2 separate regions of the Acanthopagrus latus genome follow, and region 2 is linked to region 1. Evidence: chromatin contacts called from public Hi-C data. All regions are on one chromosome and are shown on one strand. The core of a region is the stretch at or near the end of the contact, and the rest is flanking DNA. Distances in the headings are between cores, read along the strand shown. Region 1 holds the start of hsd17b3 (testosterone 17-beta-dehydrogenase 3). Region 2 holds the start of LOC119019843 (aminopeptidase O).

Evidence for each region. A called contact is a pair of places that touch in the nucleus more often than the background predicts.
Region 2: a contact with region 1 is called in a Hi-C map of muscle, with 2.5 times the contacts expected there. The contact joins the promoter of LOC119019843 here to the promoter of hsd17b3 in region 1. A contact is called at or near these places in 2 of 4 Hi-C or Micro-C datasets (both in muscle).

What each region holds. Positions count from the first base shown.
Region 1 is chr5:23,650,068-23,656,236 of fAcaLat1.1, reverse strand. hsd17b3 (testosterone 17-beta-dehydrogenase 3) reads right to left here and starts at 3,459. Exons shown (of 11, transcript XM_037099518.1): 1 at 3,262-3,459. The coding sequence starts at 3,412. ipo11 (importin-11) reads left to right here and starts at 6,025. Exons shown (of 30, transcript XM_037098513.1): 1 at 6,025-6,169.
Region 2 is chr5:23,888,506-23,894,611 of fAcaLat1.1, reverse strand. It overlaps LOC119019843 (aminopeptidase O), which reads left to right and starts at 2,553. Exons shown (of 18, transcript XM_037098763.1): 1 at 2,553-2,632; 2 at 3,944-4,751; 3 at 5,080-5,249. The coding sequence starts at 3,976. dock8 (dedicator of cytokinesis protein 8) reads left to right here. Exons shown (of 48, transcript XM_037098269.1): 48 at 1-1,715.

The sequences.
Region 1 (6,169 bases), core at 2,210-4,709:
TCTGCAGGCACAACAGGATGGGAATTGTTATTTGATGAGGCCTGGTTTTCTAGGGCAGCTGTTTGAGATGACGAGGGCTTTGGATGCAACAGCATAGATTGGTTTGGCCTCTTGTTAGAATGGGAGTAGGCTAAATGAGGGATGCGAGACTAGTAACATTCAGTTCCTGTCCATGTTTCCAGTTGCTTAAACAAACTGAATGCTCCTCACAAAGATTGTGCACCCGCTGTTGTATTTTGCCAAATGACAATAGTGTTGGATGACTCGAGGCTACAAAACCTTTTAGAAATTGTTTTCATGCTGTCTTGTGCGTTCACATCAACAGACCAACAGAATGTCATTATCTCTCAGTCACCTAGTTTACAGTAATTCTGAGTGCTATATCGTGAGATAACACACAGATGCATACTTGCTGTTCGAATCTCACCACCCACTGGAGCACAAGCTGGGGGTCATCAGAACCCTAAACCATCGGGCTGAGACTGTGCTCACAAAGGCAGAGGGGGAAGGAGAAGAAACAGAGGCAAATCAAAGGAGCACATAAAACCTGTGGCTACCCAAACTGGACCTTTGTCAAAACCTCTCAAATATCGAGAGCAGACGGAGAGGAAGAGACAGAAAAAAGTAACAACCTTGGTATTCCTTATGTCCCGGGAAAATCTGAGAAAACTAAGGAGGATCTTAGGAGACATTTTTGATGGACTTGACAAAATTGCAAATTTTCTGTCACTGTTGATGGCTGGATATCACTACCTGTTGGTGTAAGTGATCTGTTACTTGACCATAACATTAAGTGTGTGTGTATTCGTCCTCTCTTGTAGAAACACTTGCCTTGAGCCAACATTCCTCCATAATGAGAGTGTCCTGAGCTACTTCTTTATTCCCCAAAAAATATTGAAGGGTTGTTTGCCAAACAGCTGCAAATAAGCACTGGAGTACTGGGAATAGTTAGTGAACAATGTTTCTGTTTTGTGATTTATTTCACTCCCCCACAATGTAGTCATTGGTGAGTGTAATGTGGGGTCCCGCAAGGCTCAATACTTAGTCCCAGTTAAATCAGTTTTATGATAATATTGTTTCATGTTTACATTTTCAGATTATACCAAGCTGAATGTTTGATTATTGACTATTTTTGACCCATATCTGAATATTCATACATGGTTTTACTAAATTATTCTGGATTAACTGTCAAAATATAATAAATATATGAAGCATTTGTTTTGTATGTCAAGTCAGATTAAATTGATCTCATTTACACAGCCCAAAATCACAACCAAATGCCGAACTTTACAATCTGTACAGTGAATGTCTCTCATTAGACCCTCAATCCAAATAAGGAAGAACCACTCACCATAAAACGTTAAAAGACCCTTTTAACAGGAGGAAAAAAATGAAAGTGACCTCAGGAAGAGCCACAGAGGAGGGATCTCTCTCCCAAGACAGACAGTGAAGCATTACATGTTGCACATGTAAAGATAGGAACAACAAAATCGCAGACATTTACTAACATTTTCTGATATGAGCTACTAAGTAATAATTACTCTGGTGCAGAATGTTATAGCCAATACTGTTATATGTGAGGGAGCTCAAATATCTCTGGGTAATGTTTGTAGATGGCTCACTATTATGGTCAGAATGAGGATGTCAGACTTTCAGAAAGAGGACAGGGTTGAGTAAGGAGAGTAATGCTTCTTCTTAACCTTGATCAAGAAGCATGTCCAACTGGAGGAGGTCCAATGGCAACACATAATATATTACATATTCCTCCTGAACCAGCAAAAATTCCCCTAAGTGTCATTTAGGAAGAGAGCTGGAAGGTGGCTGCCGCTTCACTCTGCTGCTATTAATCCATACTATTTCTTTTGTAGATTCAAATAGTGTAGTGTTGCTACTGATGGGTGTATCTACACAGTACATATCTATATATGGTTCAAATGACACCTGTTTCATGTTTGACTTTGGTAAATTTAGGAATATCCATTAAAAATCATTATAGAGACTACCTCTAAATATGTATTCTTGACACAGGCACCTACGCACTGTCCTCAAATACACATTCTATTCAATCAAAGGCAAAGATGCAAACATCTGTACTCATACACTCACTGTGAACTTTCATTTCACATTTGCATTGTCCTGAATTGACCGTGGTAGTAGTGCTGTGGCCACTTGACATTGAAAAGACTCTGGGGGAGACGCAAACTCTGCAAATGCAAATGGACACAAGGGGACAGGGTGTCTGCAGCCTGGAACATGCTGTTCTGGTGGCTGTTATTCCTGTGCTGTAATGGAATGGAGGTGGACTCTGGAAAGAAAAGACAGATCGGCCCAGTTCTGTGGCTTTTTAATCAGGCTTCTGTTAGCGCTCTGGGAGAATGAATAACCTCTTCAGGAGATGCCAAGATGCTTGCAAGTTATTTAAGACTGCTCTGGGACCTGCAGAGGAATGTTGCGTAATTTCTGGGAGACAGTCTGAGGGGCGAGCCAGAGCTGCCTGTGTGCCCCCAGTTGTATTGAGATTAAAAAACTGACACTGTCCTCTAGTTCATATGATTGTCTGCAAGAGCTCTAGAGAAGGCAGTTGTTCCTTTCATTTCATCGATTACTCCTTCTGTCAACCCTTCCCGAAAGGCACTAGATGGCAAATGTTTTCGGAGGATGGGCCAGATCATACTGACCAGTGACACCAGTTTGCCTCCCTTGTCATTCAAGTACAATCCTTAAACTATAACCACATAGGTAGTGAGCATTTTGCAGACAACTCAGACTGGATGTTGTGTCATATTCGAGTAGAATAAATCATTTGAGCTTCCGTATGTTTTGTTAATTCATGCGTAACATTGGTGATGAAATATAAAAAGCTGCTCCAACAAAATGAACATATGGCTTCAAGAGTAGCAACAAAACAGCACACAGGCACAATCTTATCCCGTCTAACAGTGAAAAGTGTTATCTTGTCTCATCTGCCAGCTCAGACAAGTCAAGTATTTGCAGATTTTTGCATGCACAGGCACATTCTGATAAGCCGACACACAACATATCAATTGTGTTTTATCACAAAGGCATGTTGTCACTTGTTATATCTTAATTGAGCCATCTATCAAATTCCTTGCATTTATTAGCCAACTGCGGGTCTGACATACATAACAATATATGCACACACACACACGTACACACACACACACCCACACACACACACACACACACACACACACACACACACACACACACACACACACACACACACAAATGCCCGCTCACCTGCCCACTCTCCCATAGAGGTGAAAAAGGACTCTGAAATTGGAAACCACAGTTTTGGGAAAAGCATCCTACTGAAAAGCAGCAGTTTCACTCCATAGTAGAGAGCGACCGCAGAGCCAAGAGAGATGAAAAACAAATCCATGAGATCCATGCTTGCCCGGGACAACAGCAAACTCCAGCTGTCAGCCTCTCTGTGTGATTCTGTCTGCTCTGAGGGACAGATCTTAATTCAGCAAGTCAAAAGAATGACAGAAAGAGAGAATAGCCACTCCCATTGCAGAAACACACACACACACACACACAGGAGCAGAAACAGGAGCAGGAGCAGGAGCAGTCATAGGCCTCTGCCAGATATCTCATAAATAGGAGCCCAAAATTAAACAAAAGTCAAACTAATTAAACACAGAGGCCAAGTAATTTACAGCAATGGTGGGCTCTCTCACACACTCACACACTGTTCATTCATTCATACATCATGCTGATGATAATTTATGAGAAGCTGCTCCAGCAGTATGAACATATGGCTTCAAAGAGAGAGTCACAACAGAACAATACACAAGTGCAATCTTATCTCGTCTAACAGTGAGAAGTCAGTCGTAAAATGCCCTCCTCTGCCTCTGCCTGGCTAGATCTCTTAGCCTTGGGTTTGTTATGTTTAGGCATGAGGAGTGGGGCTGGTGGGGCAGGTCATGCCTTCGCAATGCCGCGAAAAAACAAAACAAATATCCACCTTGCTCTGCTTCTGATTGGCTTACCCTAATATTCTTACACCAACCAACAAAGACGACCAATCAGAGCCAGAGTCAGGCAGGACGTGCCATGAAAAGCTTTGGGGTCCATGATAACATCACCACGAGCTGAGAATTTTAGTGTGAGCTACAGCTCAGTGACAGACTGTTCGTCCAGGAAACTGATCAGTAGCCCAAAAACCCACTGAACCACAGAACGAGTCATTCACTGATACAAACAGAAGTAATGAAGACCGAGACTTGAGCATGCATTATTAAAGAATGGTATTAAAAAATATAGAGCGAAAAAAGAGTCTTGAGTCAATACGCTAGTGGCAGGTAAATGAAACCATCCGGATTACTTTACTGAACCGGTCTTCCCACCAAAGCTGATCCTCTGCCCACCCACTGTACCTTCAATTGGGTTCTGTGCAAATACAAAAGCTATTTGCCCCAAATATTTGCACTTCCTCAAATGCTTCCCTGAGTGATGCACTGTATGTGTGGTGACTGCAAAATAAACCACACTGAAGTTGAGCAGGGTGTGAAACATTTTAACTGGAATTGTCTCTTTTCTTTTTTCTTTCTTTCTTTTTTTTTTTTACAAACAAAAACGCATGCCATCAAAATAGTCAGTATTCTATTGATGGCATAGAATACTGATGTGTTCATAAATGCAAAAAAAACAAAACAAAAAAACAGCGATTTCTCACTCTGGTGGGGGCATGATAAGTAAGAAGATCTTGCATGCTATGAACCATAATTCACTATATTCAATGTGACCAGTATGATGGTGCGATCAAAGTGTAAAAAGGTGTGTGTGGAGAAGAGGATATGGGGAGAGAGATGTATCCTTTTTGGAAAACAGCCAAAGTAATTAAGTGGCCGTTGAAGAAAACTGAGTGTCTTGTAGAGCCTGTCTAACCATGGAATCATAGCTCAAACAAGTGAAAATTGCAGTCTTGTTAAGTTGCCAGAGACACATCTCTGTTTGGATTTTCATGCTGCTGTGTGTCTTTTGGACATTAGCTGTCAGCATTTGGAAAAGTGGAAAGAGTGTGTGTCTGTAAGTGACCTCTGGAATCTGTCTGCTCGTGAGCGGTCAAACATTATCTTATCACAAAGCTTAAAGATGGCTGACATGATGATGTTGTCTACTGCGAGATGCTATTAATTTGCTCATCATTTTATCTTCTTATCTTTTTCTCATTCTGTCATTTTCACTTTCATAATGCCTGTTTGGATTGCTATTTTGCAAATCAATAAACAAGAGGCATTGATGCCAATACTTGAGTTGCACATGTTTTTTGCATTAATTTGATTGAGTGCTCAGATTTTTCAGGTATTGATTTTGCTGAATTAACCAAAACTTGAGCAAAATGTTTTGAGCAAAACACAATTCTACCTATATACAGGAAAGATGTGTATGCATGATGTTAGAGGTAAGGATTCTCATTATGTTTGTTCTTCCAGATTTTCAGATTTTCTGTGATTTTAATCGCAAACAAAATATATTTAGGAATTTGAAATCAAGGAATTTAAGGTCATCAAAAATGGGACAGGTATTTATTTATTTCTAAAAATATATACAGATATACAAATACATAGAGAAGTTATATTGCTGTATGTTTTCCAAAAGACAACAACAACACCAACAACACCAATCAATCAATCAATCAATCAATCAATCAATCAATCAATCAATCAATCAATCAATCAATCAATCAATCAATCAATCAAGACTAATGCACAGCAACTGCAATAAACTGAATAGATAAAATAATACAAGATAAAGAATAATAGATAAAACTAAGTCGTGAGAACAATAAAATGTAATATTGCACGTCAAATCTTATTTAAAAAGTTTATGAAACGTAATATAATAACAATGATAAGAACAACGATGACAGTAAAATGTAAATAAATTGACTGTAATAAGTATAAACAGTGCTGGTGAGATGAGGGAGCGCATCTGCACATCTGCCGCAGCAGCAGCAGCAGCTGGCTGCGTTCATTCATGACGATGATGAATTCTGCCAAACCTCCTACGTCATCAGCGCGCGCCTGCTTTGTGGCTCGCGCCATTCCTACAAGCGTGTGTTTCCATCTCTCATTACATTACCAGTGGTGGAGCCTCAGCAGCCACTGTTACAAGCACATACTCTGCTTTTCTGCCGTCA
Region 2 (6,106 bases), core at 1,304-3,803, 240 kb before region 1:
AGAGGAGGCTGTCACACAACCAGGAGAGGAACTGAGAGGATGAGGAGAGGAACTCCTGGTTATAATCCCGCATTTCCCTGCGCTGGAGTACCACATTGTGTCTACAATGGACGACTCACAGTTTCTGAACAGTCCAGCAGTGTTAAAAAACGTCTGCTGCACGTCCACTTTTATGATTTCACGGTTTGTTGGTTACAGGAGGTGAAAGGAGAGTGAGCACATAGCAATAGGGAGGCAGGAATCTAAAGCGAAGTGTAGCTTATTGAGCATTTCACTGTAAAGTCTTCAGATGCTTTCGGCTCTGTGGATTTTTCTTTTTTTTTTTTTTAGATAACTGCAAGTCCTAATGATGCTGCAAACATTTCCACTGGGTTGGTTTAGAAGCAGTTCCTCTCTGAGGTCCCTTGCCGGCCCAGGGCCCATACGTGTGCCAATACTGCTAGTGTCCTGCGTGTATGTAAATGTGTGAATGGATGTGTGTTCACTTAGATATTCTTCGGAGTAGAAGATTTTGGTGCCATACTGAAGTCACTTTGTACTCTGTGATCATAGACAAGTCTGCTTCGTTGCGAAAAGGACCTTTGAAATTCCACTCCGGACATCTGTGCGTGACATGTGCCAGTTAGAGAAGCAAAAGTACGGATGGATTTGTGCACTGGAAAAATAGACGCAATTTTTCTAAGTTTTTTTTTTTTTTTTTTTTTTTACTCTTACGGCCATTCTTGTCTCATTATTGTTAGACATGCAGCACCTGGCCACGTAGCTATCAAAGAGTCTAACTTGAGTTTGATGTGAGTTTCACAGGAGGCAGACCGACAGATTACACACGGCTTATGTCTAAAATCCGCATTTTGAATATAGCCGAGGTGTCACATCAGATAATTACAAACATGTTTACAAAGGTATGAAAAAAATATTTTGCATTTTATTTTACGGAAATGTATTTTTAGACAATAAATAATAGCAATGATGATATTAGCTTGTAGGCAGGATTCAGTGACTGAGTGTACTGTAACAATTTGTGTATGTCTGCAGTCGTTTCCTGTACCTGTTTGTAAATAGATCGACGATACACACAGTGCCAAATTTAATTCCTTGCATACCTAGGGACTGAGATACTTAACTAGAGATGCAATATTTTGAGAAGTCACTCCACACAGCGGTGCTTTGCTGTGTGAATTATGTTTACTCCGTATTTCAGAATACATTCCAGAGGAGACATTTACTGCTGCTTTGCAGTGTTAAACAGTGACAATCTGATTTTATTTGACATCCATGAGACAGCTCAATTCATTGGTGTTCTGTTGCAGCTCGTACTGTATTTCAGTAATGTAAATGTGCTTGGCATTTCAAAAGTGGGTATACATTTTTTTTAGTACATTATTAATACTCACATCCTCTCTGTTTCCAGGTACATCTCTTATTTATGAACTGTTGAATGTTTTGAAAGTGGCTAAATAAGATGAAAGTTATACAGCGTGTGTATTAATTGTGAGAAATTAAATGTATACCTATTTTTTTAATACATGCAAGAAATATTGCTGAGAGTTCTTATTATAAGATATTTTAGTGGCATTCAGCCACTGGAGACTGCGTTCATGGTTCTTTATCCATCATTTTTTATGTTCATACTTGTGTTTTATTAAATGTTGAATTCTAACTCATCATGCAAACGATGCTGTTGAAGCACCTGAATAAAACTTAATATATGCACATTTGTCGTGGCTGTGTTTAATGACTGTTTTTAACTTTGACTTAAACTGGTTACATTTTAAAAGACCTGTTAAATCTATTATTATTATTATCATTATTATTACATCACTTCATTCTTTGTAATTAATTAACTAGAATGGCACTCAGTAGAGCGTATACCCAAACCCGAGGTCTCCTTTTGTACCTGCTTAAAGATACCACTTGAGTAGGCCAGATTTATTTATTTATTTATTTTTGCATCCTTGCATTATCCCTTGAGAAATTACTGAAAACATTGAAAAATACCCTATTTACAATGTAAAAGAAAGTGACAAAACCTTCCTTGATTCATTGTTTTGTCTGGATTGACACCAAAAGTTGATAGGCTCCATTCCTGGCTGAAACCCATCCTCCATTCAGGTTTTGTACAAATCTGTACTGTAGTTTTTGTGTAATCCTGTTGACAAACCAAGCACCAAAGAAAAGGACACGGGTGAACACAACCTCCTTGGTGATTAAATTAATATTTGTACATATTTTATCCACATTTAAGGGTTACAGTTTTCTGATTTAAATTTGATTGTTACACTTTTTAATCTATTTTTAAACAAAAAACAAACAAACAAACAAACAAACAAACAAAAAACTTTGTTGATACCCCCAGCTGAACTCAGGGTGTTAATCAAACAATATGTATTTTTTGAAATGTTTTTTTTTTTTCTTCCCCCCCCTGTTACAAATACAGACCAAACTTAATCATCAATACAAACAAATCTGTTGAATGTTTACCACAATAAATCCGGGAACACAAATAAACAAAAGTACACAAAAAAGGCGGGAAGAACCAGGCGGAAGAAAAACTACAATCTGCAGCTGTCGCGTCTGCATGACGTCATCACCCCGCGACGTCGACAAGCAGGATGCAGCCTGGATACAGCAGGTTGGTGGGAGATTTCATTCACAACAAGCGAGTGCTAGCGGTCACAGACGTACCCGGCGGTGTACATTACACACAGTTGTTTCTGACATTGTCGTTAAACACACCGTCAGCTTCAGTGGAGCTGGTTTATTTCTGGCCGTAGCGCTGCTTTAGTTTCGTGCGTGTTGTTTTGAAAAAATGACAGAGAGAGCAGACTTGTGATGGAAAAGTTAGCCCGAACTCTCTCACGACAAACTAACGGTCGGTTAGCAAACGTTACACGAGCGTAACGTTTAAAACCGGAGGCGACTCGTCGGTTTGTGTGGTCTTTAATGTGTCCTGACTTGTCACACGACTTCAGTGTGCGTGAAACATCACTTGGAAGTTTATGTGAATTTCTGCTCTTGCCCCATAGCCTGTAATAAAAGTCAAACAAAGATGAAGTCTGACCTTAAGCTGCTGCTGTGTGTATGATCCTCTCTCTGGTCCATGGCAAGCTCTTACCTGTTTTGCCTGCAAGGACACAGTATGCGCCCTGACCTGTCACTGGGATCTTTCAGTAAGTTAATGACCTTTATCTGTTTAATCTCTACATTAATTCCCCTCAGCCCTTTGTAACCCATTTAAAAGCTTTCTTGAGCCACTCTTTTGTTGTTGAATTCTAACTATATGCAGAAATGGACTGGAAATAGTCACACGTGTGTGTTACTCACCTCAGGGCGTATAGGTGGGAGATGGATGTTTTCATCCAACCTCTTACAGTAAATTTAAGGTGTTATGGCTTTCCTGCCTCTTCTCATCACTGAAGTTATATCTCCCTGTTTTTAGGGGGGCTCATACTTTTATGAATGCACTCCTGCACTGAATAACCTCTGAGGATTTCCTGCTGTAAATGGTAATTGCACCTCTGTCTTGCCAAGCCTCCTCCGTGCCCCAAGCAGGCTAAAAGGAGGGATTGTGACGGCACAAACTCTCATGGACTGCAGGAGAGCTTTTAATTCAAAGTAGGCTACTGCAGACATTTAGCTCTCCCTGTTGCTGGCTGGGGCTGAGGCGCTTTGCTATTACTGCTCTCATAACACAAATCAAAATGGCATCACTTAGCTGTTTCCCTGTTTGGAAACATTCGTGGCATGTGTCAACAGAGGGAGTTTGACTCTTAAGTCTGAGTTAAAGTCGAGCAACACTTTATTTGCAGGAAAAAATATGTACTTCAGCCCACAGGAGGCTGTAGAATATCATCTCATAGTTTTGTCTTAAACTCGGTTATCCTGTGAGGAATAAAAAAAAAACATAGATAAATAAAGCTCTATTTTTGGTTTTGTCTCCAAGGGGTAGCCATCCTCTGATGTTGTTTGTGTGACATGGAGCCAGACGGGGACCTGAACCCTGACACGGATGACCTTCCACTCCGAGCCAATACTAACCACATACTTGTCAGACATTATGTGCTCGACTTGACTGTTCATTTTGGCAGAAAGGTCATCAGTGGTAGTGTCATTCTGTTCCTGGAGCCTTGCTCTGGAGGTAAGGCTGAGGATGATGTTGGACCTGGAGCTGGGACTTTAGAAGCTGGACAGTCTCAGGAAAGGGCCAGAGGTACACTCGAGGATAAGGATAAAGTGGAGAAGGGTGCAAAAAGGCTCCCAACAAGGATGGAGGAGATGTTTGGAGCTGGAGAAAGACACAGAGCTGAAGTTGCATCTGAAACTGGAAATATTCAGTCTTCGCATTTGTGGGAAACCACCAGTGAGGATGATTTCACTTTGGTGCTGGACTGTTGTGAACTTGATGTTTCAAAGGTCGAAGAGGTGGACGTCACCTCTGTGTCAGCCACGTCTGGCCTCTCACCAGAAAGGTCAGAGGCAGGTTCAGTGAACTTACAAGCAGCATTTACTCAGAACCTTATCTCTATGGCCTCTAGTCGATGGAGGCAGAAGCACCAGCTCTTTTCATCGTGTAGTCAGGCCCCTGGTGCTCAAGATGGCAGCTCACTGCATTTTTATAGAGACCGATGGAGTTTGCAGGTGAGGAAGAAAGGGGTCGCGTCACCTCTGGAGTTTCCTCGCGTCCTCAGGATCTGCTATGAGACGAGGCCAACAGGAGGCTCTGTGAGATGGACCAAAGACCAGGACAACAGGTTTGTCTCAGGAGCAAATGGATCAGAATCATCATTCCATAGAACAGTGGTTTCATAGTACGACTAGATTCCTTTTTAGAGATTTTAAAACTGGCAACTGGCAGAACATCTGCTCAGATTTCTGCTCCTCGAATTACAGTGTAATATTCTGAGCTTGCCATGTAAGAATAGAATAATTCTCATTCATTAATTCACACAAACATGCCTTAGGCTGGTGTAGTCTGCTCTGTGTGTGGATGCTCATAGTGTGTGTGCGTGTGCACTTGGTGAATCCTTTGAGTATTGAAATGAGGGGTTGTTTATAGTTTACCATTGTTTACCCTTCCAGGGTGTGTGTTTACACTGCCGGCTCTCCCATCAACAATCGAGCCCTCTTCCCCTGCCAGGAGCCGCCTGTTGCCATGTCAACATGGCAGGCGACAGTACGGGCCCCCAGTGAGTGTGTGGTTTTGATGAGTGGGGAGGAGCAGGCTGTACCTTTTGAGGACGGGCACACACGTAAGCATACTGGCACACGACACCTTTCATCTTTACACCCTTGTTAAGAAAATGCTTCTTTTTGTTTGTTGACTGTTCATTCAATAATTCAAGTGCATTTTACTGAATTGTATGTGGGGCTGAGTATTGGACCGAGATACTTCTTGAGCAAATCTGTCTGTAATATCAAGTATTGAGTTGGCATGAAATGCTTGGTTATAAATCTATTTAGGCTTGTTTACTTAACCAATTGTTAACTGCATTTGGCCGAGCTTCTTGCACAGCTGTTTCCGTTAAAATAGCATGAAACAGATGCATTTATGGGACTTGGTTGAACCCTTTCTTAATTTGTCTCAGTTCTCTCTTTGTTATCTTAACTAAACTTTATTGGAAACTGTTACACATTTCAGATACAAGGTACAAATCTGTGTAGGAAAAACACGTTACCCTTTTTTGGTGTGTTAAAACAGAAAAATAAAATAGCATGTCAACACCATGAATCCCTCAGCTTAACCCAGACTAGAGCCAGAGATGGAAATGTAGCCAGAGAAAGAAGAAAATGAATCGATACTAAACTCTGAATAGAAAAAATAAAACACACACACTCATAGAGGGTAAGTCAAGTCAAGACACATTTATAAGTAAATTAAATGAAGTAAAATAGGGAGGGATGTTCAAGGTGCTTCAAAGAATGGATGCATTGAGAATTCAGATGGGGTCCAGAGAGGAGAGAGTATTTACATTTGAGATAATAGGCCATCATCTCTTGCAGAAATCATCTATTGGCAGATGAACCTCTTGAGGAATATTTCACCTTTTCTAACAAGGAAGACGTTAAATCAGTCAGCCAGGATGTGGCAGAATACAGATCTGGCCTT